Linked DNA regions of Sus scrofa: region 1 is linked to region 2. Evidence: chromatin contacts called from public promoter capture Hi-C data. All regions are on one chromosome and are shown on one strand. The core of a region is the stretch at or near the end of the contact, and the rest is flanking DNA. Distances in the headings are between cores, read along the strand shown.

Region 1 (6,095 bases), core at 1,528-4,027, 230 kb after region 2:
ACTGTTGGTGGGATTGTAAATTGGTGCAACCACTGTGGAAAGCAGTATGGAGATTCCTCAGAAAACTAAACATAGAACTACCATTTGATCCAGCAATCCCACTCCTGGGCATCTATCCAGAGAAAACCACGACTCGCAAAGACACATGTACTCCAGAGTTCATTGCAACACTATTTGCAATAGCCAAGACATGGAAACAACCTAAATGTCCATCGACAGAGGAGGGGATCAAGAAGATGTGGTACATATACACAGTGGAATATTACTCAGCCATTAAAAAGAATGAAATATCAGCATTTTTTGCAACATGAATGGACCTAGAAACTATCATGCTAAGTGAAGTCAGCCATACAATGAGACACCAACATCAAATGCTTTCACTGACATGTGGAATCTGAAAAAAGGACAGACTGAACTTTGAACAGATGCTGACTCACAGACATTGAAAAACTTATGGTCTCTGGAGGAGACAGTTTGGGGGTGGGAAATCAAATTGTTACAATCATTATACAACTACAGATGTGATAAATTCATTTGAGTAATAAAAAAAATAAATATAGGAGTTCCCATCGTGGCGCAGTGGTTAACGAATCCGACTAGGAACCATGAGGTTGTGGGTTCGATCCCTGCCCTTGCTCAGTGGGTTAACGATCCGGCATTGCCGTGAGCTGTGGTGTAGGTCGCAGACGTGGCTCAGATCCTGCGTTGCTGTGGCTCTGGCATAGGCTGGCAGCTATAGCTCTGATTCGACCCCTAGCCTGGGAACCTCCATATGCCGCGAGAGCGTCCCACGAAATAGCAAAAAGACAAAAAAAAATAAAAATAAAAAAATAAAAATAAATAAATAAGATGTGAAAAAAAAACAATGAAGTTGAGAAGTTGAGAGTTTCTTTATTTGGTTACATGGCACTTGTATTTTTTTTGCCTGTTATTAAACTTAATATTTCTATTGTGTTCTTTTTCTTACTGCTTTGTATTTTATCTATTTTACCAAACATTTCTTCCCAGACTGTAATTTGTTCAATCTTACTTAACATTTTGCCATAAAGAAGGTTTGTCAGTTTTGTGCCATTCTTTTGAGGATTTTACGGAACAACAAAACAAGCATGGGTAGGCTACAAAATATAAAGAAATCTTAGTTCTTACCGTTTTCATTCCTGGTAACTTGCAAATGTACCTCAAATCCCAGTTTAGGCAGTTTCTGGCTGTCTGATCATGGACAAATTTCTTAATCTCATTGAGTTTCTGTCCTCTAGTCTGGAAAGTGGGAATAATAAAACTTGTCTTAAAGGAATTTGGGGAAACTTACAGATCTGGCTCTGGCTTAAGACGTTCCCTTCCCTTAACAAGCAGTAGTTTAATATATCAAATCAGACCAAACAATTGTTTGTTTTTTTAAACTGCATTTATTAGGATCTTCTAACAGGGGGCGGGGGGGGGCGGGGAGGTGGATGGAAGCATGGAGGACGTGACAATTAAGATTTACTGAGTATTTACTTGCCAAGGAAGGCACACCGGATGGAGTTAACTCCTAATTCGAGAAAATGCTCTGGAAAGTGCATTATTCCAGTTTTACGAGGAGCAACTGAGCTCAAGGAACCCAGGTTTCTGCATCTCTGAACCTGAGCTCCTCACCACCCAGTGGTTTCCGCACCTCGGATAGGAAGACCTCGGGGAACTTCTATTCTCAGGGTCCCCACATGATCTCGGGTTGGTTAGACTCGCCGTTAGCCGAGTGGGTGGAGAGCGATGCGGAACGAACAGCCAGACCTCCGGAGCCTCCGGCTCTCTTACGTAAAAGCCAGCCTCTCTCCGCTTGGCTCCCCGCAGTGCCTTTTGGGAGTTGTAGTCGGACGCGCTTCAGCTGGCTCCCGGGCTGGGAAGGACAAGACTCCAATTCCCAGCATGCCCTGTGGCGAGCGAGTGCAGCGCCGGTTCTTCTCCTCCCTACCTCTCCACTCCTCTTCTGAATCCTCCACTCTGGACTTGCGTGGGTGAAATCCTTCGTCCCCCTCCCCATATTTTTCGCTCACTTTCCGCCATTCTTTCCCCTATTCCTGAGAGCTAATGCGAGACACTGGCTCCGATTAAGCGACGGCTTAAGACTCGGAGTGCACGAGGAGGGGGTCGACACTGAGTGGTAAGGGGGCTGGGAGAGAAGGGGTGGCGGGAGGTATAAGAAGGAGAGAGTTGATGAGAGACGAGCATTGGGAAGAAAGTAGGGGACGAGTTAGGAGGAGATCATACGGTGTGAGTCAGGGTGAATGGAGTGAAGTAGTCTTAGGGACGGGAAGAGGAAAGAGGTGGAATTAGATTTATGAGACTTGGAGGGGAAAGGTAATTATTGCCGTTCCCAGCACGAGGAGTGGGGTCAAGAAATAGATGGAGAGAATGGGCAGATTGAAGTTTATAGGCTGATCAGACCAGGAGAGGTCGAGGGGAGAGAGAACTGGGCTCAGAAAACTTTCTTTGCCTAGGGTGTAGATAAGTCACTGAAATACAAAATATTTTTGCAAATATGGAACAGCTGACAATTCTTTCACTTAGAAATTGGAGAAGACTTGAGTTGAGATCAGGAGTGCAGTGAGGAGGGAGGAAAGAAGAGGAGGGTGGTCAGGTTTGGGAGAAACAAGAGGAGATGAGTGACGTGAAAAAGGAAACTGTAGAAAAGATGAATTTTTGCAGGGGCCAGTGGATCTGGAATTGGAATGAGAACGGTGAGGGGGTGACACTGGCATGGATTTCGGAGGTCCACTAACACTTGCATCTCTCAGGTGATGGAGAGCACCCCTTCAAGGGGTGGACTGAATCGAGTACACCTACAATGCAGGAATCTGCAGGAATTCTTAGGGGGCCTGAGCCCTGTTGTATTGGACCGATTGTATGGGCACCCTGCCACCTGTTTGGCTGTCTTCAGGTGAGGACCCCGTTCATGGCAGGGACCATAGTAGGGAAATGTAATGAGGCCTGCAGACTGCAATAAGTTATCATGGGTAGAAGCTTAGCTCTGGGGGGCTTGGAGACTAAAATGTGTCAGGCCCAAACAGATGGAGATGTGGGGGCAGGAAGACTGGTAAAAGGGCCAGGGGTGAGATGAGATGTTTGAGAGGCATTTGAGGGCAGGGATGCAGATCTGAGGCAGTTTCTGATATTAACGTTTTCCCTCTGCCCCCTTATAGGGAGCTCCCATCTTTAGCTAAGAACTGGGTGATGCGGATGCTCTTTCTGGAGCAGCCTCTGCCACAAGCTGCCGTAGCCTTGTGGGTGAAGAAGGAATTCAGCAAGTGAGTCTCTGCTGCACTTTCAGCCAGATACAAATTTCTCAACAGCCAGGTTTCCCAAACTGCTGGAGTATATTCAAGGGAACACCACTAAACTTGTAATTAAACAAGTTTGGGAAACTACGCATACTCCATTTTGCCTCTTGGAGAGTTGTGATGTCTATAACAAGGTTCTGGTAGGTGCTGCAGTAAAGAAATTTGCCTTAAGAAGATACCAATTTCACTCTGTGAAACAGTGTTCCAAGGACCACCAGTTCAGAAAAGGCAGAAATGGTGGTCTTTATGGGCTTCCTTCCTTTTGTTCTCTGGACACTCCCCTCACCTCTCCTCTTCTGTTCCAGAGCCCAGGAGGAAAGCACGGGGCTGCTGAGCGGCCTCCGTATCTGGCACACCCAGCTGCTCCCTGGTGGCCTCCAGGGCCTCATCCTCAACCCCATCTTCCGCCAAAACCTCCGCATTGCCCTTCTGGGTGGGTATGTCACTTCCATCTTTTCCTAGGCCAGGCAGGGGAACTAGTGATTAAACTGCTCATTAAACTACTTATTAAGAGGCCCTGGGGGACCTCTCTGGAACCTTGTGGGCTCCACCTTTGGGAGCTCCTTTAGGAATAAGTTGGACCAGACTTTGCTACGTGGTATAGGATATGTCTCCCACTCGTGGCCCCTGGAGATGAGGGTAGAAAGAGGGAAGGGGGGTGGTGGGCAGGGAACACAGGCAGGGTTCCTTACTCTCGGCCGTACTGGCATAGGGGCAAGGCCTGGTCTGATGACACAAGTCAGCTGGGACCAGACAAGCATGCCCGGGATGTGCCCTCGCTTGACAAGTATGCTGAGGAGCGATGGGAGGTAAGGACTTGGGACTCTGTGTGTGTCTGCTTGTGCTCCCATCCCAGGGCCCTTAGAGGCATCTGTCTCTCTGGTCTCTTCTGTTCCTCAGGTGGTCCTGCACTTCATGGTGGGCTCCCCCAGTGCAGCCGTCAGCCAGGACTTGGCTCAGCTCCTCAGCCAGGCTGGGCTCATGAAGAGGTGAGGAAGACAGAGGTACAACAGCTCTGTTTTGCCGTCTCCTCGAGTCCCTGCTAACCTGAGTGTTTGGGTCGGATCAGGATTGGAGGGGGTTGGCTGCAAAAGGAGAGCTGCGTAGAGCATGGCCAGAGATAAACCAAGAAAAATGTGAGCGGACAAGTGGAATGGTGGCCTTTCTCAGCAAACCTCTGCCATGGTCCCTTTCTGTAGTGCTGAACCTGGAGAGCCGCCTTGCATTACCTCTGCGGGCTTCCAATTCCTGTTGTTGGACACCCCGGCCCAGCTCTGGTACTTTATGTTGCAGTACCTGCAGACAGCCCAGGTGAGGAGGTCGGGGGCTGCCTGCTGGCATGCTCTGCTTTTCCCAGGACCCACTGAGGGCCTGCTGCCTGTAGACTCTGTTCCCCGGTTTTCTCTCATTTCCTCCCCACATCTGCCCGTTCCTCCTTAGAGTCGGGGCATGGACCTAGTGGAGATTCTCTCCTTCCTCTTCCAGCTCAGCTTCTCTACTCTGGGCAAGGTAAGCAGGGGGCTGGAGCTAGTAGAGGCTTGGGTGGGCAAGATGAAGGGTAGAGAGATGGAAAAGGAAATGAGGTTAGGGGTCAATAGAGTGAAAGAGAAGAATGAACAAAGAGGAGTTCCCGTCGTGGCTCAGCGGTTAACAACCCAATTAGCATCCATGAGGACGCAGGTTCAATCCCTGACCTCGCTCAGTGGGTTAAGGATCCCGTGTTGCTGTGAGCTGTGGTGTAGGTTGCAGACGCGGCTCGGATGCCGCGTTGCTGTGGCTATGGTGTAGGCCAGCAGCTGCAGCTCTGATTGGACCCCTAGCCTGGGAACCTACATATGCCACCCGTGCGACCCTAGAAAGACAAAAAGACAAAAGCAAAAAACAAAAAAACGAAGAACACCAGGGATGGGAAAAGTGGGAAGGAGCATATGGGGTTGGGGAAGGGAGAATGGGCTGGGTTTTGGACCCCAGCCGGCTACCTCTCTTCCCCAGGATTACTCTGTGGAAGGTATGAGTGATTCTCTGTTGAACTTCCTGCAACATCTCCGTGAGTTGGGCCTTGTTTTCCAGAGGAAGGTATGAGCGCCCAGATACATGGCTTTTAGGGAAGAGGCAGGGTGGTATGTTGCCTTGGCCTTTCAAAAGGAACAGGGGTCTCCGAAGGCAGAAGCAGGGGACAGTTGCCAGGACAGAATACTGGGGTCCCTCGGGGGAGGGGGAGAGATGTTGGGAGCTGAAGTTCTGTGCATTGGGAGGGATCTGATGTATCTGGAGGAAGATGAAGGGCACTGACCCTGAGAGAGGGCTTATTGCTTTTCTCTCCTCCTTTCCAGAGGAAGTCTCGGCGTTACTACCCCACGCGCCTGGCCATCAATCTCTCATCAGGTGTTTCTGGGGCTGGGGGCACTGTGCATCAGCCAGGTTTCATCGTTGTGGAAACCAATTATCGACTGTACGCCTACACGGGTGAGGCTGCACAGAGGACCCCTGGATAGCGGGCTGGCAGGGGGAGGGGAGGGGAGGGAATGCCAGTTTATTTTGATGTTTACTTGGTGGTTCAGAGCTCTCGGAGGCTTGAGGGAGTCTGAGTACGGAGGAGCCTCCTAATCCTCTCTTCCCATCTCCGGTCAGAGTCGGAGCTGCAGATCGCCCTTATTGCCCTTTTCTCTGAGATGCTCTATCGCTTCCCCAACATGGTGGTGGCACAGGTGACCCGGGAGAGTGTGCAGCAGGCCATTGCCAGTGGCATCACAGCCCAACAGGTACCCCACTTGGGGA
Region 2 (6,467 bases), core at 1,259-3,758:
GCGGGGAAGAATTGAATTTGCAATTGAGGTTCAACCTTACTATCGACCACCCCCCATCCTCCCTATAAAGGGAAAGGGGGAGGACTTGGACCCCTGTCAACAAATAGGGTTGAGGTGGGAGGACAGGAGAAAAATGGGTCAAGACACAACCTGCAACGCCGCTTGGAAGACAAAAGGACAAAGAAAGTCGCCATATTGAAGCAGGGAAGAAAAAAATTCCTTTTAACGACAAAATGCTAGCATTCAATTGCACTAAATGGCTTTTAAAATTATACTCCTGATTTCCACATTTCCCCAACCTTTCCACCCTCTACTTAACTGTATTACCCCCCCACCCCCGCCAAAAAGTATCAAGTTAAAAATGTTAATCACTTTTTCTGCTTTTAAATAACCTATGCAATCTGCAACAATTACAAGACATTTTTTACCTCCCCAACTATTATCTTGTATGTATTGGCACTAAGACTATATTTTGCCCTGAATTAAGTGTCTTGCAATCTTTATTCCTAGATTGCCACCTATATTAAGCACACAAATATACCCCAAGCAAATTACATCAAAATTGAGAGGAGTTAACAATCATTTAAAGTCATAGTCAACTACTATTTCTCTGCCCATCTCCTTACCCTGCAATCTTTATGTACAGATTGCTTATTAATCTGGCAAATTGAAAGGCGCCCTGCTTGTCTCACACACAAAGAAGTGGGACTTCTGGGCCACAAGATCCACCATCTTTTGTATGTGAGCTCATTAACCCTTTTGAAGACTGCAGCTAACGAGAGGAAGGTAACCATTCCTCTTTATAAAAAAGTAAACACTTATGGCTTTGGCAGTCTGGAAATTGGCTGGATTACCAAGGGTTAACCATCAAAATCCTAACTTGCTGGCCCTCCCTCCACCCTCTCCTTGCCCGCACCAGGGCAGGGAAGAGGTAGGTGGTAGAGGAGAGAACACCACTGTTAAGACCCAAAGGCCCTTTTAATGGAGATTAAGCGACCGGATCGGTCCTTCTCCAGTTCTCTATTTGTTCTATGGTCTCATTTCGTCCTCTCATTATTTTTGGTTTCACAACGGGAAACGTTGATTTCTTGTTGCAAGGCTGGTTTTTGAAAATTCGACACTTACTATCCAATTTTTTTGCGACGTCAGCACCTCGGGCTCAGGGGGGGAGGGGGTTAAAATTTTAGAGAAAAAAATAAAACAACCAACCAGGACCCAAAACTCAATTATTTGCGGGGCCTCATTGGATCAAAAAGTCTCTTTAAAAAAAATAAAGGCCAACTCAGTATTCATTTCCCCCCCCACCCAACTCCATTTAGGGAGGGGGGTCGTAGAAAAAAAGTTCTGAGTGGATTCAAAAAAGTAAACGCTGGATGAGTGAATTTGAGTGGGTTTGGGAAGGGAGGGTGGTTGATTATTTTTGAAGTTATGTGGTGACGGTCCTTCGGCCACAATTTCAAGTCCCAAGCAGCGTGGGCTGGTGGGGTGGGCAAGATAGGTGGGAAGGGGCAGAAGACACAAGTGGTTGGGCTGGTGGCTGCTGTTTTCCCTTTCCCCCCTCTCTCAGGATCCTTTCAAGGGCTTAGATGTTGCTGCGGCTTGTTTCTTTTTTCCTCGTGGCTGGCCTGTCTTTCTCCGAGAAAATTCAAACCTGGGATAAAAGGAACAAAAGGGAGAAAGATACAATCAATACGGGTTGCTCGGAAACGCCCCAAAATACCGTTTTTGTTGCCCTCAAACACCTCTGTGTCCCATCCCGAAAACAGCCGCTTAACACAAGTCATGGCTCCCAACTGAGCCTAGGCCGAACCCGTTTCCCAGGCCAAAAATGTCACCCTCCAACCGACAAAAAGGCGAAACTTACCTCTAAACGAACCCCAGAATGGCGGCTGCCCGCTCGGGCGGAGTCTTTTATACCCGGACGCCGCCCAACGCGCGCAAACGTGCCAGTGAAGCGCCCTTGTCGCGAGACATTGTGCGCGAGGCGTGAGTTCATTGGCCAACCAGAAAGACAACTCGCCAGCTGATTGGCTAGCCTGTCTTCGGCTTCGCTCAGCCCCTTCCCCTGGGCACCCTCTTCCGCCTCCTTCCTGGCCCGCTAACGCGTGCGCGTGACCGGGCGGCCTAGCACCTCCCTTTCCTCTGCTTCCACCACTTCCGCCCTCGAGACCATTTCTCACCCTGGGTTGGTAGAATCGGACCGGCGCATGCGCAGTGAGAGAATCTCGGTCAAAATCTCCTTCAAAATTGCTTACAAGACAAACTCGAAGAATGAGGTCTAAGAATCGTAGTGACTGGTGCCGCAAAAACGCAATTTTGAGGCCGAATTCGATTGTGACGCAGTTGAAATTGCCTTCTCCTTATGGCCCCCCTTTCTCGTTTCCGTCTTGACGCAGATGCGCGGCCGTCTTCCGCACTGCGGGCGCGTCCTTGGCCCTACCCCCAGTCAGTTTCCAGGTGCATGCGCAGTCGCCTTTCTAGCCTTTCCTGCTTTGGGCGTACGTCAAGATGGCTGCCTCCATATTGAACGTGTTGCTGAGGCGCCTTCCTGGCGTTTCGCCCTTCAGAGGTGCCTACGGAGTTCAGGTAACTCCTTGGAGCACGTTTTGTACAACCCAAAACTTAAACTGTACTTTCTCTAGGTTGTCGCTCCACTTCTGGGAATCCAGGAGCGGAGAGCTTCCCGATTGCTGTCAAGGCAATGCTTTACTTCCACCACTCTCTTCCCTTCTCGTTCCTCGATACTGCGCGCATTTTCTTATTTCGAGTCGAGGGTGAAGAGCCAGGGTTGGATGGTATCCTCTTCCCTAGTTTCCATCTCGATTAAATAATTAAGAGATGGAATGAACCCCTTGGTCATAACACAAACCAGCTGTGAACTGTTCAGACGATGTCTAAATCTGCGATGCCCAGTAAGGTCTTTGGGTTGAGGGACAGACACTAACTTCTACCAGCCCTGCTATAGCCTAATAAAGCCAGGACACATTCTCACGACCTGGGGACCAGTGTCTCGGCTCTCTTTATGTCACTGAATCAGTTTCTCATCAGAGCATACATGAGCTTAACTTTGGGTCGAGGTTTCCCTCCAGCCTCACGTACTTACCCCCCTGGAGGTTCTTGGCAGGGCAGATTCTTAGCGGGGCAGGGCGAGATGGGAAGGCTTAGCCCAGCTGCCACTCCCTACAGTGGGACTAAAAATTGGTGACAAGGGTCACCACAGAGTTAATTATAGGCCTGGTAGCTTTAAAGGTAGCGTTAGGACTCAAGTTTATTCTGTCCTATGGAATGTTGACCTTCAACTTTTTATAAGGCTGGGCAACTCAGTGATTCAGGATCGGATTGAGTGGAGATTCATCTGTCTTTGCATTTCCTTCCTGCCATTCATCTTAACTCCAAGAAGATAAGACATTCTCCCTTTTTCTCCACTAGACTCGGTCTGTCCCAGAAAGGACAGAGTATCTTATATGTGCCACGTTTTTGAGTTGTTTTCTCAAATAAATTTGCCTCCCCATCAGCTATCTAGTTACCCTCCAACATGACTCTTTCTCTGAAGATCCAGTTACAGTAGGGAGACTGGTGGTTAATGATGTCAACTTAACCCCCCCACCCAACGCTACCTTTCATATATATTTCATTAACATAGTGGGTATAGATTCTTTTTCTCCCTGAACTGTTGGCAGCTAACCAGTCAGGTTTCTCCTTGAACTCACTGTCTCATTTCCACTCTCCTTCTATAGGTTCTCCTCCAGACTCTTTGCACCAAAGCTCCCCCTGAGGATGATTCTTTGCCCCAGGTTCCCATTTCCCCTTATAAAGATGAACCCTGGAAATATCTGGACTCAGAAGGTACTTCTTCATGGGGGAGGGGAGGGCAAGTCAGGTCTGAAATAAAGGGACAGAGATGCCCCCCACCACCTGCACCCAGACATGACTTAAGTGGCCTTTCATTTCAGAATACCAGAACCGCTATGGTTCTCGCCCTGTCTGGGCTGACTACCGTCGCAACCACAAAGGTGGAATACCCCCACAGCGGACTCGAAAGATGTGTATTGTGAGTTTCTGAAGGTGACACATGGATGGGATGTGGAGTGGGGCTGAAGGCTATAGCCGCAGTGGTAGCTGCACTTTTTCAGACAAGGCTTTGAACATCTTCACCTGCCAGTTTCTTCTCTCTACAGCGGGGAAATAAAGTTGCTGGGAATCCCTGCCCCATCTGCCGGGATCAGAAGTTGCACGTCGACTTTAGGGTAAGGAGAGTCTTTTCTCCAGAATAAAGACCTAGAGTGCTAGAGAGATTACCTTAGGTACCCCTCACTCTTCATGTCCTGGTGCCACTAAAGTTTTTTGGGTTTTTTTTGTTTTTTGTTTGTTTTTGTTTTAAGCATAGTTGATTTACAGTGTGTCAGTTTCTGCTGTATAGCAGAGTGCCCAAAGTCCATTTTATATTGACTTTCCGGCAATATGAAACATTCCTTCTTCTAGCCTTTGCTCTCTGCTATGGGTTATACTAAAAAGCTTCATCCACTATTAAAAAAGAAACCTTCATCCCTTGCCTATGAAATTTATAGTCTAAATTGGCAAGCAAGAGAAATACTCGTTTCTAATGGGAGGGCTACACCCAAGGCTTCATTTTTATACATCACAGTTAGCAGCAAGTAGATTGGACTAGTTCTTTCTCTGAGGTTTTCTTTATTTTGTCGGTGGCATGCTGGAGACTAGGGGCTGGAGGGCAGGTACATGAAGCAAGGTACAGTCAGTTATGTTAAAAAAAAAAGAAAGACACTTCAGTGTGAGAAGGACAGGACCTGTTCCTTAAAGGATTCAAAAACCTTATGATAATGGAAACGTGCTCGTCTGAGTTTGCAGGGCTTAGAAGTATTAAGAAGGTCGTCAGGGGAGTTGGAGGGCATTTGTGTGTCAGTCAGCAGAAGGGGGTGTCTGACTGCTGTCAGGCTCCTTCAGAAGCAGGTTGTAGAGGAGTCCAGGAGCTACTTCTCAGTTTCAGCTGTGTACAAACTATAACCATCTGTATACAGTTTATAGTAAGCTGCCTGGCTAAGGGAGAAAGGTTGAATAGTGCAGATGATTCTGCTTGCTATCCCACTCCACAAGTAAACCTGCTTTTTCTTTGGGAATCTCACCACCTGTGATTAATTGCTGGCTGAGAATCATTCTAGTAATTAAACCTTTTTAACTAATCTTAGTAAATAAATAAATTACATAAGGCATAGTTTTTGTTTGTTTGCTTGCTTTTTAGGGCCACACCCATGTCTATGGAAGTTCCCAGGCTAGGGATTAAATTGGAGCTATAGCTGCCGGCCTATGCCACAGCCACAGCACCTCGGGATTTGAGCAACCTACACCATAGCTCATAGCTGGATCCTTAGCCCACTGAGCGAGGCCTGGGATCACACTCGCATCCTCATGGATCCTAATTGGGTGCATTAACCGCTGAGCCACGAAGGGAACGCCAAGGCATACTTTTGTATACATTAATCATTTATAAATGCACCTTATAACATGTACTACATTTTATGGGTGATTTCATGGATTTGCCAAGACTGTCCCTAATTTGTTGCATGAGGGGCCGATGTTAGACCCTAACCCCTGCAGAAGAGAATTCTATGTGAGTCTTAGTGACAGAGTGTCTGATGTGCACATAAAAGGGTTGAAAGGCCAGGAAAGGGGGAAGTTTGCAAGTGTGTTCAGTAAGCGAATGGGGCTAAAACTGGACATTGAAGGAGGGCAGCACCTGGAGAGACAGAGCAGGGTCCAGGTCCTCTGGGCGGGTGTGCAGGGACTGTGCCCTGTCAGTCTCTAAATGTCTGTTTTGCTGCCTTCCCTTCCCTCTCTTGTTTCTCCACCACTTTTCCCTACAGAACGTGAAGCTCTTGGAGCAGTTTGTCTGCGCCCACACGGGTATCATCTTCCATGCCCCGTACACAGGTGAGCCCATCATCCCCGTCCCCACCAGAATAGCCTTCGTTACAGCAGTTCTTGTATTTATTAAGACGACAAGTATTTGTTTGGTGGCTCCTACTAATGGCATAAAAAGTATGCTGGAACCTTCTGAGATGTTAGCCTATTGTGGATACTCATGCTAAAACAGTTACATGTGGGCCAAAGGCAGAGGCAGTTATCAACATAAGCAAACCATCGAAATGCAGCTCTTCAAAGATGAATGGTAGTGATTGTTTCCTTTTTATAGTCTTTTCACTTTTAAGAAGCCTTTCTCATAATTGACTATCACAGAGGTACTTTTATGCGCTCTGTTGACAGTTCAATGAGATTTCCCAAATTTGGGATTGTAAACTTAAAATTTCAAGATTATATCTATTGCCTAAGTACAGCTACAGGCTAAATCTCATTCACTGCTATGTTTTATTCTGTTCTTTTCCTTCCTTCCTTTTTTGACTTCTTAGGGCCACACCTGCGGCATATGGAGGTTCTCAGGCTGGGGGTCTAAT

The links. Promoter capture Hi-C pulls out the DNA fragments that hold promoters and counts their contacts.
Region 1: a contact with region 2 is called in a promoter capture Hi-C map of liver, with 2.4 times the contacts expected there. The contact joins the promoter of GTF2H4 here to the promoter of MRPS18B in region 2. A contact is called at or near these places in 2 of 5 promoter capture datasets (fetal liver and liver) and 1 of 2 datasets of contacts at active chromatin or transcription factors (alveolar macrophages).

What each region holds. Positions count from the first base shown.
Region 1 is chr7:23,396,528-23,402,622 of Sscrofa11.1, forward strand. It overlaps GTF2H4 (general transcription factor IIH subunit 4), which reads left to right and starts at 2,778. Exons shown (of 13, transcript NM_001123120.1): 1 at 2,778-2,917; 2 at 3,180-3,284; 3 at 3,623-3,754; 4 at 4,030-4,126; 5 at 4,218-4,306; 6 at 4,517-4,628; 7 at 4,758-4,826; 8 at 5,310-5,393; 9 at 5,651-5,783; 10 at 5,949-6,079. The coding sequence starts at 2,778.
Region 2 is chr7:23,163,806-23,170,272 of Sscrofa11.1, forward strand. It overlaps MRPS18B (mitochondrial ribosomal protein S18B), which reads left to right and starts at 2,509. Exons shown (of 7, transcript NM_001123140.1): 1 at 2,509-2,586; 2 at 3,738-3,846; 3 at 3,954-4,051; 4 at 4,179-4,247; 5 at 5,880-5,946. The coding sequence starts at 2,509. It also overlaps a transcript of PPP1R10 not described here.